4 separate regions of the Mus musculus genome follow, and all the other regions are linked to region 4. A link is a contact called in public Hi-C and promoter capture Hi-C data. All regions are on one chromosome and are shown on one strand. The core of a region is the stretch at or near the end of the contact, and the rest is flanking DNA. Distances in the headings are between cores, read along the strand shown. Region 1 holds the start of Mat1a (methionine adenosyltransferase I, alpha). Region 2 has its middle 20 kb from the start of Prxl2a. Region 3 holds the start of Dydc1 (DPY30 domain containing 1). Region 4 holds the start of Sh2d4b (SH2 domain containing 4B).

Evidence for each region. Hi-C and Micro-C count contacts between places; a contact is called where the count stands out from the background. Capture Hi-C pulls out chosen DNA fragments and counts their contacts.
Region 1: a contact with region 4 is called in a promoter capture Hi-C map of pancreatic islet. The contact joins the promoter of Mat1a here to the promoter of Sh2d4b in region 4. A contact is called at or near these places in 1 of 39 promoter capture datasets (the C10 cell line) and 1 of 9 other capture datasets (pancreatic islet).
Region 2: a contact with region 4 is called in a Hi-C map of extraembryonic ectoderm, with 2.1 times the contacts expected there. The contact joins the enhancer-like site here to the promoter of Sh2d4b in region 4. A contact is called at or near these places in 5 of 39 promoter capture datasets (the C10 cell line, embryonic stem cells, hematopoietic stem and progenitor cells and 2 more), 3 of 15 datasets of contacts at CTCF or cohesin (the G1E-ER4 cell line, embryonic stem cells and large pre-B cells), 16 of 484 Hi-C or Micro-C datasets (the C3H10T1/2 cell line, the CH12 cell line, the G1E-ER4 cell line and 11 more), 6 of 115 datasets of contacts at active chromatin or transcription factors (CD8 T cells, cardiomyocytes, embryonic stem cells and 1 more) and 4 of 9 other capture datasets (adipose tissue, embryonic stem cells, liver and 1 more).
Region 3: a promoter capture Hi-C map of liver shows a contact between it and region 4. The contact joins the promoter of Dydc1 here to the promoter of Sh2d4b in region 4. A contact is called at or near these places in 13 of 39 promoter capture datasets (the 3T3-L1 cell line, 3T3-L1-derived adipocytes, the C10 cell line and 7 more) and 2 of 9 other capture datasets (adipose tissue and liver).

What each region holds. Positions count from the first base shown.
Region 1 is chr14:41,103,475-41,106,744 of GRCm38.p6, forward strand. Mat1a (methionine adenosyltransferase I, alpha) reads left to right here and starts at 1,559. Exons shown (of 10, transcript NM_133653.3): 1 at 1,559-1,786; 2 at 1,873-2,210. The coding sequence starts at 2,117.
Region 2 is chr14:41,032,340-41,035,708 of GRCm38.p6, forward strand. No RefSeq gene overlaps it. Among named protein-coding and RNA genes, the nearest start is that of Prxl2a, 20 kb to the left of the region's middle. Within about 2 kb of position 1,597, at least 8 of the 459 cell types and tissues checked have an H3K27ac peak or open chromatin away from gene starts, as enhancers often do. A contact at or near this core is called in the CH12 cell line, extraembryonic ectoderm and liver, where this site is marked.
Region 3 is chr14:41,071,245-41,074,422 of GRCm38.p6, forward strand. It overlaps Dydc1 (DPY30 domain containing 1), which reads left to right and starts at 1,667. Exons shown (of 8, transcript NM_027094.1): 1 at 1,667-1,794. It also overlaps a transcript of Dydc2 not described here.
Region 4 is chr14:40,891,934-40,895,012 of GRCm38.p6, forward strand. It overlaps Sh2d4b (SH2 domain containing 4B), which reads right to left and starts at 1,381. Exons shown (of 8, transcript NM_177816.4): 1 at 849-1,381. The coding sequence starts at 1,032.

The DNA of each region.
Region 1 (3,270 bases), core at 309-2,808, 210 kb after region 4:
GTTGCCTTCAGGATTTTTCCCTCACTTTGAATTGATGGCACCAATTTCTGAAAGCCCTATTTCTGTATAAAGAACATCTAACAGGTACCCTCTGCCCCATGATGTTATTACTCATTTTGAAATTCAAAAGAGAGGTGCCTTGTTTTCTGTCTCCTTGCTGGATCTAAGAACCTTAAAGAATTATTAATAATTAGACTTTAAGTTGCTCTTGAAGCATATTTATAATGTTGCTACAGTTCTACTAGCTAGGGTAACCTAGGCCTATGCTTCAAATTACACATTAGTTTGTATTGTCTCTAGGTTTGAAACTAATGTACCCAAAAGTAATTTACAAAGAGACAATGATGTTGAAATATTTTCAGCACAAACACTGAGGCATATAAAGTTTGCAAGACCAAGGGGCCTCTCTTCCCAATGATGGCTGACTAGGCCATCTTCTGCAGCTAGAGACACAAGCTCCGGGGGGTGGGGTAGGGTACTGGTTAGTTCATATTGTTGTTCTACTTATTGGGTTGCAGACCCCTTTAGCTCCTTGGTTACTTTCTCTAGCTCCTCCATTGGGGGCCCTGTGTTCCATCCAATAGCTCACTGTGAGCCCAGTGTCCCTTTCGATCCCATGTTTTAGCAGTCATGTACCTAAGCAAGTTAGCTCACTTCTTGTTAAGTGCTTTGATAGCTGTGCAGTTACAAGCAGCCTCGTAGCATCCCATATCGATTTATTGTAGTTTTAATTTCCTAGAGTGACTGTTTTGATTAACTAACCTCAAGGTTTGGAGCACTAGAATTTGTGCCAGAAAAAAACCCCAAAAGTGTATAAAGTGCCTGTATAAGTGCAGGGCAGGTTTTAGCCACTAAGGTTAGTTGTTTTGGACATTACCTCCTCCTATTTTGAGCTTCCTCCAGTCCACTCTGTAGGCACAAGGCTTTGGTTGGTTACTTTTTATTGTATTCTAGAAGGAACTGGTTTCTTACTAATCTCCTGTCTGGTCTCAACTTCCCATTACTCAAACATTGTAGATCTGAGAGTAGGAGAAAACCTGCAGACAGACGCTATCATTTTTGACACAAGCTAATTAAGGATACTATCAATCCTGCATAGAATGAAGTTATAGGAACTTCATGTGTTTATGAGAGGAACAAAACTGAACTCACGGAAGTTTGTCACATGTTGGGGGGGGGGATACTAAACCGGAATACTAATTTGCACATAATGAATCTGTTTCTCAAAATTCCATTTTAAAAAATTAATAATCTTTGTGTCCTGGATCACCCACCAGCGCCACTACCAAACCTCTAGCTTGTTAATGTGTTTGCAGGTCTCTTAGAGATATTGACAGCTTAGGTGATTTCTTGTGTCAGGAAAAAAAAATGCGGGCGGCAAAGATTTCCCTCGAACTAAAGCGAATCTGTTGTGTAATGGTACAGCTGGTTCAGGGTACAGGTGCACTCTCTTGGCTCCTGTTCTGCGCTGAGGAGGTAGAGGGGGCGAGCCCAATCCAGAGCAGGTGTGGGGGTGGAGAGAAGCCTTCACAGCAGAGCCTCACTGTGTTGCAACCTTAGCCCATACCAAATCTCTGGGAGACTTTCTGGCTGCCCATGAGTAACTCCAGGCCCCCAGGTCTCCAGAGTGGGATGGTATCCCGGGAACCACTCAGAGATTAGCTAAGGAGCTGAAGGAAGTCCGAAAGGCACTTCCGGTCCGAGAGGCTAAACAGCCTTCCTAATCTCACTTAGACCACAGACTTGCCACTTGAGACATCAGAGCTGAAGGCTGAAATTCCTCAAGGTAAAAAGACCTCCCCCCTTCCAGGAAATGGACTCCTCCACTGTCCTTGCTTGATTATTCAGGCACTTTCACTTTTCCATATATAGGAGTCACCTGGGAGCAAGCTGCGACCAGCCTGGAGTGACACATCTGTATTCCATCCGCTATCTCCCTCTTTGCCCATCCTTACCCTGTCCTCATATGCTCATAGGCACTTAGGCAGAAGTCATCTCCTCGGGATTCTGCCAAAGATCTGCCTGTTGGGTTTGTAGGGGGAGGATAAGAAAAGAAAGAAAAGAAAAAGCTCTGAAGTTGTCACTTTGGAGAAGTGAAGTCGAAAAGTGTGGCACAATGAATGGACCTGTGGATGGCTTGTGTGACCATTCTCTAAGTGAAGAGGGAGCCTTCATGTTCACATCAGAATCTGTAGGAGAGGGGCATCCAGGTAAGTAGGTTGCCTTGAACTCAGGTAATCCTGCCATCCCCAGCCTGTGCCAGGAGTTACTTTTACTAGGTACCTTAAAAACAAGGTTCATCCATTGCTGTAGAGACTCTTTGCAGGAAGTGTGCTTTCTTTGCTGGTTGTAAAGGTGTCACCCATCTTGAAGACTAGGAGGATGGTTCTCAAATAGGAAAAAGTTTTGCATGTGAGCCATGCACAGGTTAGAAAGGAATAGCACTGCACTCTAATGGCTGCTGAGTCGGAGCTGCAGATGGCAAGGATCTCAGAGATGCTTTTCTGACACAGTATGAACTTCCTAAAGAGCAGTGCTTTTCAATGTGTGGGTCTTGACTCCTTGAGAGTCAAATAACCCCTTCTCAGGGGTCACCTAAGACCACCAGAAAACACTGTTTTGAATTGTTCATAACAGTAGCAAAATGACAGTTATGAAGTAGCATCAAAAATAACTTTGGTTGGGGGTTACTACAACATGAGGAACTGTATTAAAAGGTCACAGTATTAGGAAGCTTCAGAACCACTGCTATAGAGGAACATTCAAACATTGTTTTGGTTCTTGAAAGGGGGATGGATTGTGATGGAAAGCTACAGACAATTGTCAGTGACAGGACCCTGAGTAGGTAGTCACAAGTTCTGACTGTAGGACAGAGGTTGTCAAGCTGTATAGTACAGAGGCATCACATCACAAGGCTCAATGACGCCAAGGGCTGGGACTTACTCCCATCGTGTCCAATTTGGTAGGTCTTGATAGGTAGATGCTTAAGAATTCTAATTTATAACAGCTTTTAGGAGGTGCTGCTTCTGCTGGTATGGGAATACCACATTGAGAACAACTGATCTAGGAGAGCTCTGGGGTTGATAACCATTGTTCTAGGAGAAACCTGGATTTAGGCACACTGATTTGAGGATTTGAGAACTTATTCACATCCTTCTGGGCGATATGTTGTGTCACCAAGTGACTTGTCACCAAGTCTAATTTTCCTACCTTCCTTCTCTCTCCAAGAGATTAACTTTATACCTTGAAATTCGACTTTGTGTTTTTCAA
Region 2 (3,369 bases), core at 347-2,846, 140 kb after region 4:
AACCAACCAACCAACCAACCAACCAACCAACCAACCAATCAGACAACAACAAAAACCTCCATAAATTTCGATAAATTATGCAGCCTTATGCATTTTTGTTATAGAAATAGAAAAGGGATTCAGACAGAACCAAACATAAAATAATATGACTTCTTCCTCATGGGCCTCTGTTTCCTTTATAGTCCTTCTACTCATTATCTTTCTTTGCAGTTACAAATAAAGCAGATTTAAGGAGTAGTTGAACTTGATAGGTGCTCAGTAAACAATCACTGCTATTTATGAGTTGTTCGTTGCTTTGCAGTCTTGCAAATTATTGACACCTATATAAGCCAAAGCAGGGCTTTTTTTCGCCCCAGAAAATTGTATGCTAATTAAATTTCCATGAAAAAAAAAACACAAAAGGAAACTTTTTATTTAGGCCTTTAAAAGTACTTTATTCTTTGTGATTTCATACATGTATACAATACATTTTGATCATATTTATTCTCCAGTCCCCTGTGACTCTTCTAAGCCCCATCCCACATGTGATGTCTACTTCTGTTTTGGTTTGTTTTAGTAGTCCACTGAGTCCAGTTTGTGCTGTGCCTACACTCATGAGTGTGGGATCGATCATCCGCCAGAGCCCTTAGCCCTAAAGAAGGCTGATTCTCCCTCTCCTAGAAGCTATGACTGTCAGTAGCACTTAGCTAGGGCTTCTTCCTCAACGCTGGAACATATAGGCTTCTCTTGACTTCTGGCTCTTACTGCTTTCTACCCTTTCTCTTGAGTTGATCCTTGGGATATGTGTGAGTGTGTGTGTGTGCGTGCGCGCAGACTGGTTTGCGAAGTGGTTAAAAGATCTATTTCCATGAGATAGAAAGAATGAGTTCAAGAGATCTACTGTCCAGCATGCAAACTATAGTTAATCAGGTATGCATATAAGAAAATCACTAAGGAAGAGCAATAATGAATATGCTAATTATTTCTATATTTAGCCATTCCACAATGTATACATATTTCAAGTCATTATGTTGTACACTATAAATATATGTAGGTTTTGTTAAGTGAAGAAGCCAAACCAAACCAACCAAACAAACAATAACAACAACAAAAACTAACCAACCAAACAAAGAAAACCCACCACCACCACCAAAAAAAAAAAAAAAAAAAAATTCCTAGTTGCGGCAGAGGCAAGTTAAAGTCATGAAGCACTGCTGCCACCCTGTGGCTATATAACGTAAAGCAGCTGGTCTCTCATCCACAGAGAAAGTACTGGAAGGGGGGAGGGGGAGGGGCACTGGCTACTTGTAACTACAAGAACTGTCTTAAAATTACGTGAGTCCAAGAATGATGGTAAGAACTGTGGTATCATCAGAAGCTTGGGAATTCTTGGTGACCCAGGCATGTCCTTCACAGAACATTTAAGTGTCAGAGAAGCCGAGGATGAGGGCATTTCAGTGGGTTCTTTCACTGTTTAAGTGGATAAAAAAAGAACGGAAGAACGTGACAGAGAATCACATCTCCCTCCCACAGCCTAGCTTTCCCATTACACTGTGGGTAGAACGACTTTAGAAAGCTCCCAAAGGCCTGCTGAACCCCAGATAAGGACCAGCAAGTTCAAAAGTCCAAAGAGAACAAATCACACAGTGAAATATTAATACATTTGCCCTGCCCCGGGGAGGAAGAGGTTCCTAGGACTAGCAGATCCCTCACAATCCAAACAGCCTGAGAGTAATACAGAAAGGGATGCCGTCAGAGAAGTTACTCCATGATTGTCAGGTGCTGGGGCCTTCTCTTTTGTTATAAAGAGAGAGACAACATGACTAAGGCAAGTTACAGAAGAAAGAGTTTATTAGGGCTTTACAGTACAGAGGGTAAGACCATGACCATCATAGCAGGGAGCGTGGGGACAGGCAGACAGATGTGGCACTGTGGTAGTAGCTGAGAGCTCATTCACAATTCTGAGACAGAAGCAGGGAGGAAAGAAGGGAAAGAGGAAGGGAGGAGAGACAGAGAGAGAGAGGAGGAGGAGGAGGAGGAGGAGGAGAGAGAGAGAGAGAGAGAGAGAGAGAGAGAGAGAGAGAGAGAGAGAGAGAGAGAGAGAGAGAGAGACTGAGTGAGCTTGGTGTGGGCTTCTGAAACCGCAAAGCCTGAACCCAGAGACTCACTTCCTTCAACAAGGCCATACATCCAAGTCCTTCCTAAATACTGCCATCAACTTGGGACCAAACATTCAAACATAACGACCATTCTCGTCCAAACTACCACACCATGCAAGTCACAACAAAGCTAAACTATAAATAGGATTCCACAGTGGTGAAAATGAAGACACAAAGTTGCTCATTTGCATATTAACAAGGTTTGCTTAAAATTATTTACTGCAAATGAAATTTTTGTGTATATGTTTTGAGTTTTATAAAGGGCTCAGAATCATGCTAGAGAATTTGAAGCAACATAGAAAAGCATAATAAAACACAAATTTAGTAGTAATCCTATCACTCAAAGGGCCATCTTTCTACACAGTTCTTTACACATACATTTAAATATATATGTACACATGCATATACATACAAGCATGTATATATAAACACATGAATGCATACATGCATGTACACACACGTGCTCACCCTTAGACGATGCATTTGTTAGGACAACTAACTTACTACATTATCACTCTTTCAACTACATAATATCCATAGTGGGATAGTTCAATAATGAATTTTGTTCAATCTAATTATATACCTGAAATATTTTAGAAAGGTGAGTACCATATCAAAATAATTTTTTATATAATCCCTTCTCTTACGGTTAAGTCCTCATCTGTGCCTTTTTATCTTGTTCTGTGAGGTTGCTTAAGGAAATGTTCAGATCTTTTAAGAAAATTCTAGATGCTAGTCAGATCTATACATCAGAATCTGGTGTATAAAGCAAGATTCTGGAGTTTAATCCACTAATTATGAAACCTGAAATGTTTACAGGAGATGGTCCTCAGGCCAGTAGCACCTCCTCACTTGCGGCTCTTGGCTCTATGCTGCCCCCTCGTGGTAAAAAGAGGTAACTGGAGCTGTTCTTAGCCACCTCCTCCAGTTAAGCCTGATTTTTTCCTTCTCCCTCGGGTATTTGAAAGAAAAGGAATTGTTTGATGACAAAACTTTCTGAGGAGACTCAACACACATCTACGCACACCAGATAGGGAACCCACAACAGACCCAAGTACAGATACCAGCAATGTCCAACTTGGTGAACTAATGAGTTTTACTGGTGTTACTTACAGGACTATGGGTGAGAGGCATGACTTATAGGAGCAGAAATGACTCAAAGGTAGATGTATCACACAAGCCTACCCCAGCACAGGTGACAGCTCAAAAGCCTAAAACCTTGAGCACACTG
Region 3 (3,178 bases), core at 417-2,916, 180 kb after region 4:
TCACGGTTTCTATTCCTGCACATAACATCATGGCCAAGTTGGAGAAGAAAGGGTTTTTTCAGCTTATACTTTCCACATTGCTGTTCATCACCAAAAGAAGTCAGGACTGGAACTAAGCAGGTCAGGAAGCAGGAGCTGATGCAGAGGCCATGGAGGGATGCTCTTTACTGGTTTGCTTCCCCTGGCTTGCTCAGCCTGCTCTCTTATAGAACCCAAGACTACCAGCCCAGAGATGGTCCCACCCACAATGGGCCCTCCCCACTTGATCACTAATTGAGAAAATGCCTTACAGCTAGATCTCATGGAGGCATTTCCTCAACTGAAGCTTCTTTCTCTGTGATAACTCCAGCCTGTGTCAAGCTGACACACAAAACCAGCCAGTACAGTCACATACTAAGTCCTGAGTAAATATGTCTGAGTGCTCTGATGTTGGGGGTAGGTGGGTAGAGGGAGGGCTCATTCGTTGTTGATCCATTAGTGTCCCTTCTTGCATTTATGAAAGCCTCTACCACTAAGCAATGCCATGCCCATAGTTTGCTTTTTCTTGCTCTGATAAACACCATGACCAATAGCGAACTGGGGGACAAAAGGATTTATCTGGTTTACAGATTACAGTCAGTCGTCATCAAGGAAAGCCAAGCCAGGAACTCAGTGCAAGAGCATGAAACAGTAACTATGACAGAAATGCTGCTTACAGGCTCGCTTTCCCTGGCTGACTCTGCTACCTTTTCCTTCCTTTCCTTTTCCCCTTTTCCTTTTCTTTTTTTTCTTTTTTTCCTTTTCCTTCCTTCCTTCCTTGCTTGACAGGGTTTCTATGTGTGGCCCTGGTTGTCCTGGAACTCACTCTGTAGACCAGGCTGGCCTCGAACTCAGAAATCTGCCTGCCTCTGCCTCCTGAGTGCTGGGATTAAAGGTGTGCACCACCACTGCCCGGCTTCAGCTACCTTTCTTACACAGCACAAGTCCACCTTCTCAGGGATGGGCACTCGCAGCTCATAGTGGGCATATGCCCATAATTAGCAATCAAGAAAACGCTTCACAGACATACATGCCCACAAGTCAGTCTGATGGAGGCAGTTCTTCATTTGAGATTTCCTCCTTCAAGGTATATCTAGGTTTGTGTCACGTTGACAAAAACTAACCAAGCACATCAGGGGAAAGTGCATAGGAGGGCCTGGCAGAGGGTGCCTTTGGGTAACCTGAAGTTGCTTGCGTTTGAGTTTGCTCTGAAAGGTGTGGAGTCTTAAAATTGCCAAGCCGACAACAAGCTTGCAGCTTTAATCCCCAGGGATCAAAGGAGTCTCCCCTGACTTTCAAAGATCTGCTGGTCCACAGGGCTCCTATCTAAGGGTTCCTATGCCTGCTAGGTTCCAAGTCTCTGTCCCGCTGTTTCTCCACAGTGCTTCCTCTCCCATAAATCTGGTTCTCCCATCTGCGTGCGTGCCCCATCCCCTACAGTGCGCACTCCAAGCTCAGGCTAGAGAACGCCACCCCTCCCACGCCCACTCCCACCCCCACTCCCACTGCGCGAATTCCCCTTTCATTTCTCTTTGCCTCCACTGATTGGGTAGCAATGGAACCTTAGCGCTACACTTGAGCGTGCTCTCGTTGCCAGGCAACGGGACGCGACTCACTGGCAGGTGGCCAGAACGTGCATCAGCTGCGTGGACCAAGGAGGCTGGGCCGTTTTCCTTCGAACCGGTTCTCTAGTGTCTCTGCAGAAGCAGTTGTCAAATTTTCACCTTGCGAGTCATAACCCGGAGGCGGAGGTCTCAACCCGGAGTCCGAGAGAGGGTTAGTTCCCCTTCTCCTCCCTCCTCTCTTCCGGTTTCTCCTCTTTCTCTTCCTCCTCCCATCTCCGGCCCACTAGCCACCCAATAGGAAAACTAACCTAAGTGTCTAGGTTGGTGGCTGCCTGATTGAAATTTGTTTTTAGACAAACAGGTTACTTTCCAGCACAAATATACTAGAAGACAATTATTCATTGTTTCTCAGAAATTCAAGTTGAATTAGGTCTGCTGTAGTTTTGAGTGCCGAATCCAGCACCTCTTCCCAGGCCCTGGCAGAGGACATCCTTCAGTGGCTCAAAGCAGCTGCTCCAGTTCAGAGGCAGGTGTTTCTGTGGGGACGGACTTTCTTTCTGTGGAGTTGAGTGCACACTGGTGTTTGTTGGGAAATAACATTTCTTAGGACAGAAGAGATGGCTATGAGTTTCCTCACATGACCAGGACATGTATGTTACAGAAATGACGGAGGGACCTCATGAAAACCCCACTGAGAATGCTAAGCAGCTGCCAGAAACCCCAGAAAGACCCTGGCCAAAATTCTAGATCAGAGGTCCCTCCTTGACAACCATTGTTCCTTTCTCACGTTTTATGATTTTGGAGCAGCAGAAAGAGTATCTTCCATGTTTTATGTAACTGAACTTCAAATAACATTGATATGTCCACATGGTGATTTTATCTCTATAAATAAATTTTCATAATGTTTTTCTCTTTGTGGTTAGGACACCAGTGCCAACCTAGTTGGAAATCAGCTCATTTGTGCCAGCTCCAGTCAGTTCCTAGGGCTACACTTACACATACATGTGTATATTCCTTTGGTAGCAGAAGCAATTGCTATGTCACCCTTTCCTCCTGCATTGTGACTCACTAGGAATCCACTCCTTATTTTAGAGAGCATCTCCATTCCCTTATATTGTCTCTGGATTCCATGGTATTGTATGTAATTGAACCTCTACCTGGACATTCAAGTGGCGTTTCAGTCTGACTATGGTAATAATGTACAAATACCATGTTCTCATGTCATTTCAGTCTTGAGTCTGCACCTTTGAGACAGGAGTCAAGAACTGCAATGGTGAACATATTCTGATCTTTTAATATCATTGTGTCCCAATTCTGGGCTTGGGTGGAATCATTTGTTTGGTCTGTTATTGTCCATCTGCAAATCCTATATGAGGTAAATAGAAATAGTCAATCCCCCAAAACTCATGCATCTGCCTTCATATCTGAAAAGACAGGGAAACAGCTGGGAGTGGGCATATATTTGCTCATGTGCCACCATGGAGAGACAGTGGTGCACACACACACATACACACACACACACACTCACATCCTCTCGAGTGTGCACATAACATACACAAATGAGCATGCGCACACATACTCACACATTTTATACA
Region 4 (3,079 bases), core at 131-2,630:
GTATGCTAATCATAAAACAGATAGCGACATTCCTCCACCCACCCACTTCCTGGGTTCAAAGAGTGCTCATTCAAAGAAAGTCACCCTGACCATTACCAGAACCTGCAATGCAAATGTGCTATAGTTAGGGGCTCTTAGAAGCTGTCTTGAGAGTTAACAATTACCAGGTATTCCTTGTGACTCTTAACTGGTATCTTTGGTATCTTCCAACAACGCCCTCCCCACTTCCTTGAGTTGTGGTTTCTTCCTTTAAATACCCCCTTACCCAGCTACTCGGGCCGCCGTGGTCCTCTACCCCTGCGTGGTGTATGACTGTGGGCCGGAGAGCGCTCTTGAATAAAAATCCTCTTGCAGTTTGCAACAAGACCGTTTCTTGTGGGGGATTTTGGGGTGTCGCCTCTCCTGAGTCAGAACGTGGGAGAGTCCTCACTTTGTGGGTCTTTCAAGGGTAGAGAATATGCCCTTGGTCTGGGCATATACCTTACTAGTAGAGTACACAAAGCCTCAGACTCAATTCCCAGAATCAGAAAAAGAAAGAAGACAATGGTCTCTGTTATGCACCATGCAATTGTCAAGCATCAGATTCCACAGCGCCTTCTTTGAAGTGAGGAAGTCTACACTTCCCCAGCCCATCTGAGTCCTGCATAGTCCCTGCCACATTCTTCTATAATCCTGGTTGGAAACCCAAGCTAGTGGGACTAAAGGCCCCAGCACAAGGCTTCCAAATCCCCAGTCTTTATCACACTAGTGCCCATACGAAAGGAGAACCCAGCCTTGACTCGTTAACTTTCTCATTATTAGTTAAGATTTGGTGACCCGCCCCCCACCCCCACCCCCAAGCCACATACCTCTCTTGACCTTTGCGGGCCTCAGGCCCTCTGCCTGAGCCAGGGCATCCCACGCCTCCCGTTCCCTCCATCGCCGCAGCTGCTCCTCTCGCATCTTATAGAAGAGGATGTGCTTCTGCACATCGCTGAGCTCGGCCAACAGCTCCGGGTCGATGTACATGTCCTGCAGGATCTGCTGCAGCATGATGCTGTGGGGGACGCACACCGGAGTGCAGCCAGTCAGAACTCCAAGGCTACACAAGATCCCTGGGCCAGGCCAGCGCCTTGAGCCAATTCTGCCCTAGCTCCTCACTTTGGAGTCACTCCAGATGACCTCTCCTTGGACAGCATCTTTGTCCTGTCTCAGCTCCCAGCCAATGATGGATTCATATCGGCCAGGACAGCATTATTCACCCAAGCAGCAAGAACCAAGGGGCTCTGAGAGGTAGCAGAGGCAGAGAGCTGTCTAGTCCTGGCTTCCTATTAAGATCACTTATCATTAAATTACCACATTTCAGCAGTGTTGTGGCTTCACCTGGGGTTTCTACAACAATAAGGCTCCAAACATCTGCTCAGACCCAAATCCACCTGGGTCGGGAGGTGTCGAGTGATCTGTTAGTGGAAGGTAACAATGACACCAGCTGTATCAGTGACACTGGCCCGGCCAGCTGAGAACTGATCCCTCCCCTGCAGATAAGAGGGGGTGGGGAAGAAGTTGTTTGCCTACTAATTCCATGTCTTTTGAGCCAATGTCAGAGGCCTATGCAACTTTCAAAAGCTTCTGGGACCCCAGGTGCCACAACTGTATCTGCTTCACCATGAGCAACCTTCCTCATTTCAGGGCACCTGGAAGATAATGTTATTACTTCTTAAAGTGCCTTGGGGAGGAAATGCCTTCCCTCCTATCTGTTTTGGATTCAAACTGGCGAACAAAATGGAATCAGTAGAAGAAATGTAGGGGTTATTACCTTACCACAGTGCTCATGACCATAAAGATGACATCATTTCCTTTCCCTAGAGCAGACTTTTAAACTCTGCATGTGCTTAAAGACAGGCCTCCCCAGTGGGCCATTTGGGAGGTTGTTGTTGATATCTTTGTTGTCCAAGTCCTTGCTAGTCTGCTTTAATACAAATGTCCAGGCTTCTGCTTTGAGGTGGGTAGGAGCTGCTCTTGCTGAGACCCGAGGCTCCCTTTCTAATAAGCTTGCTTGCAGAGCTGTTCATAGGTGTCCTTTTATCCAGACAGGAAAGCCCAGGAAGGTAGTGCATGCCTCGGGCTATGCAGCCAGTAGGCTGCCGCAGCAGCGCTCCACCCAGATTTCAAATTTGACATCCTCTTCGTAGTTTAAAGCTGCAACCCTATCCGGAGAAAACAGGCAAGATCTGGCACTGTGAGCAGGTTGGATTGGTGGTATCAGTTTCTCCACTTCCCTAGGGATGGAAGAGGGATCCGGAAACCAAGAGAAATGGTAGAGACCCGGAGTCTGAATCTGTCTCTCTCTGCAAGACTGACACAAAAGTAAGCAGAACCAAGCGGAGTCTCTCCAGTTAAGCCCACAGGGTCAAAAACGAATGTGGCAGCCAGACACCCTCCTCTCAGGCCAGTCCCTTTTCCTCTCTCAAGCCGGTTTTGGTCGGCGTTTTATCCCAGGCAATAGGGAAGCAAATTGGGACACTGGTGAACCAAAGGCAGGAAGGACATCTAGCCTCTGTGTCCCCAGATTCTTAAAAGAACAGGATAGAAGGCAGAGAAAACACTATTAAAAGCAGAGGAATGGTTCCAGGCCTTTGAAAGCAGTGGCGTCCTGGGATTTGTAAACGAATAGGAGAAATTACTCCATTAGTGCTACTGAGGCTCTGTTTGCGGGGGAGGAGCGCTCCCTAGCAATCCCAGGTCAGTGGGGCAGGAGGCCAATTGATACCAAATACGTGAACCTGACCCAGCCACGGGCTGTGTCAGATTTCTGGAACACTAAGGGGGCGGTTCCGCCACTCTGGGCTCCTTGAGTGCTCTTATCCACGTGTTCCTGGAAGCTGCGTCTGGCTTGGCGCGCCCCCTGCCGACCGAACTGGACCACAACCCTAGCACTGCACGCCAGGTGCAGCCGGACTGGAACGCAGCAGCATCTTCAGACAGGTTATATTTTGGTTTTATTTTTCATTGGCCGAAGTGGTCCCTGTTGCAAACTGACGCCGTTTCTTGCCGGACAAGTCTGTTGTGCAAGTTTCTGGAAACCACCTGGATGTCCCTA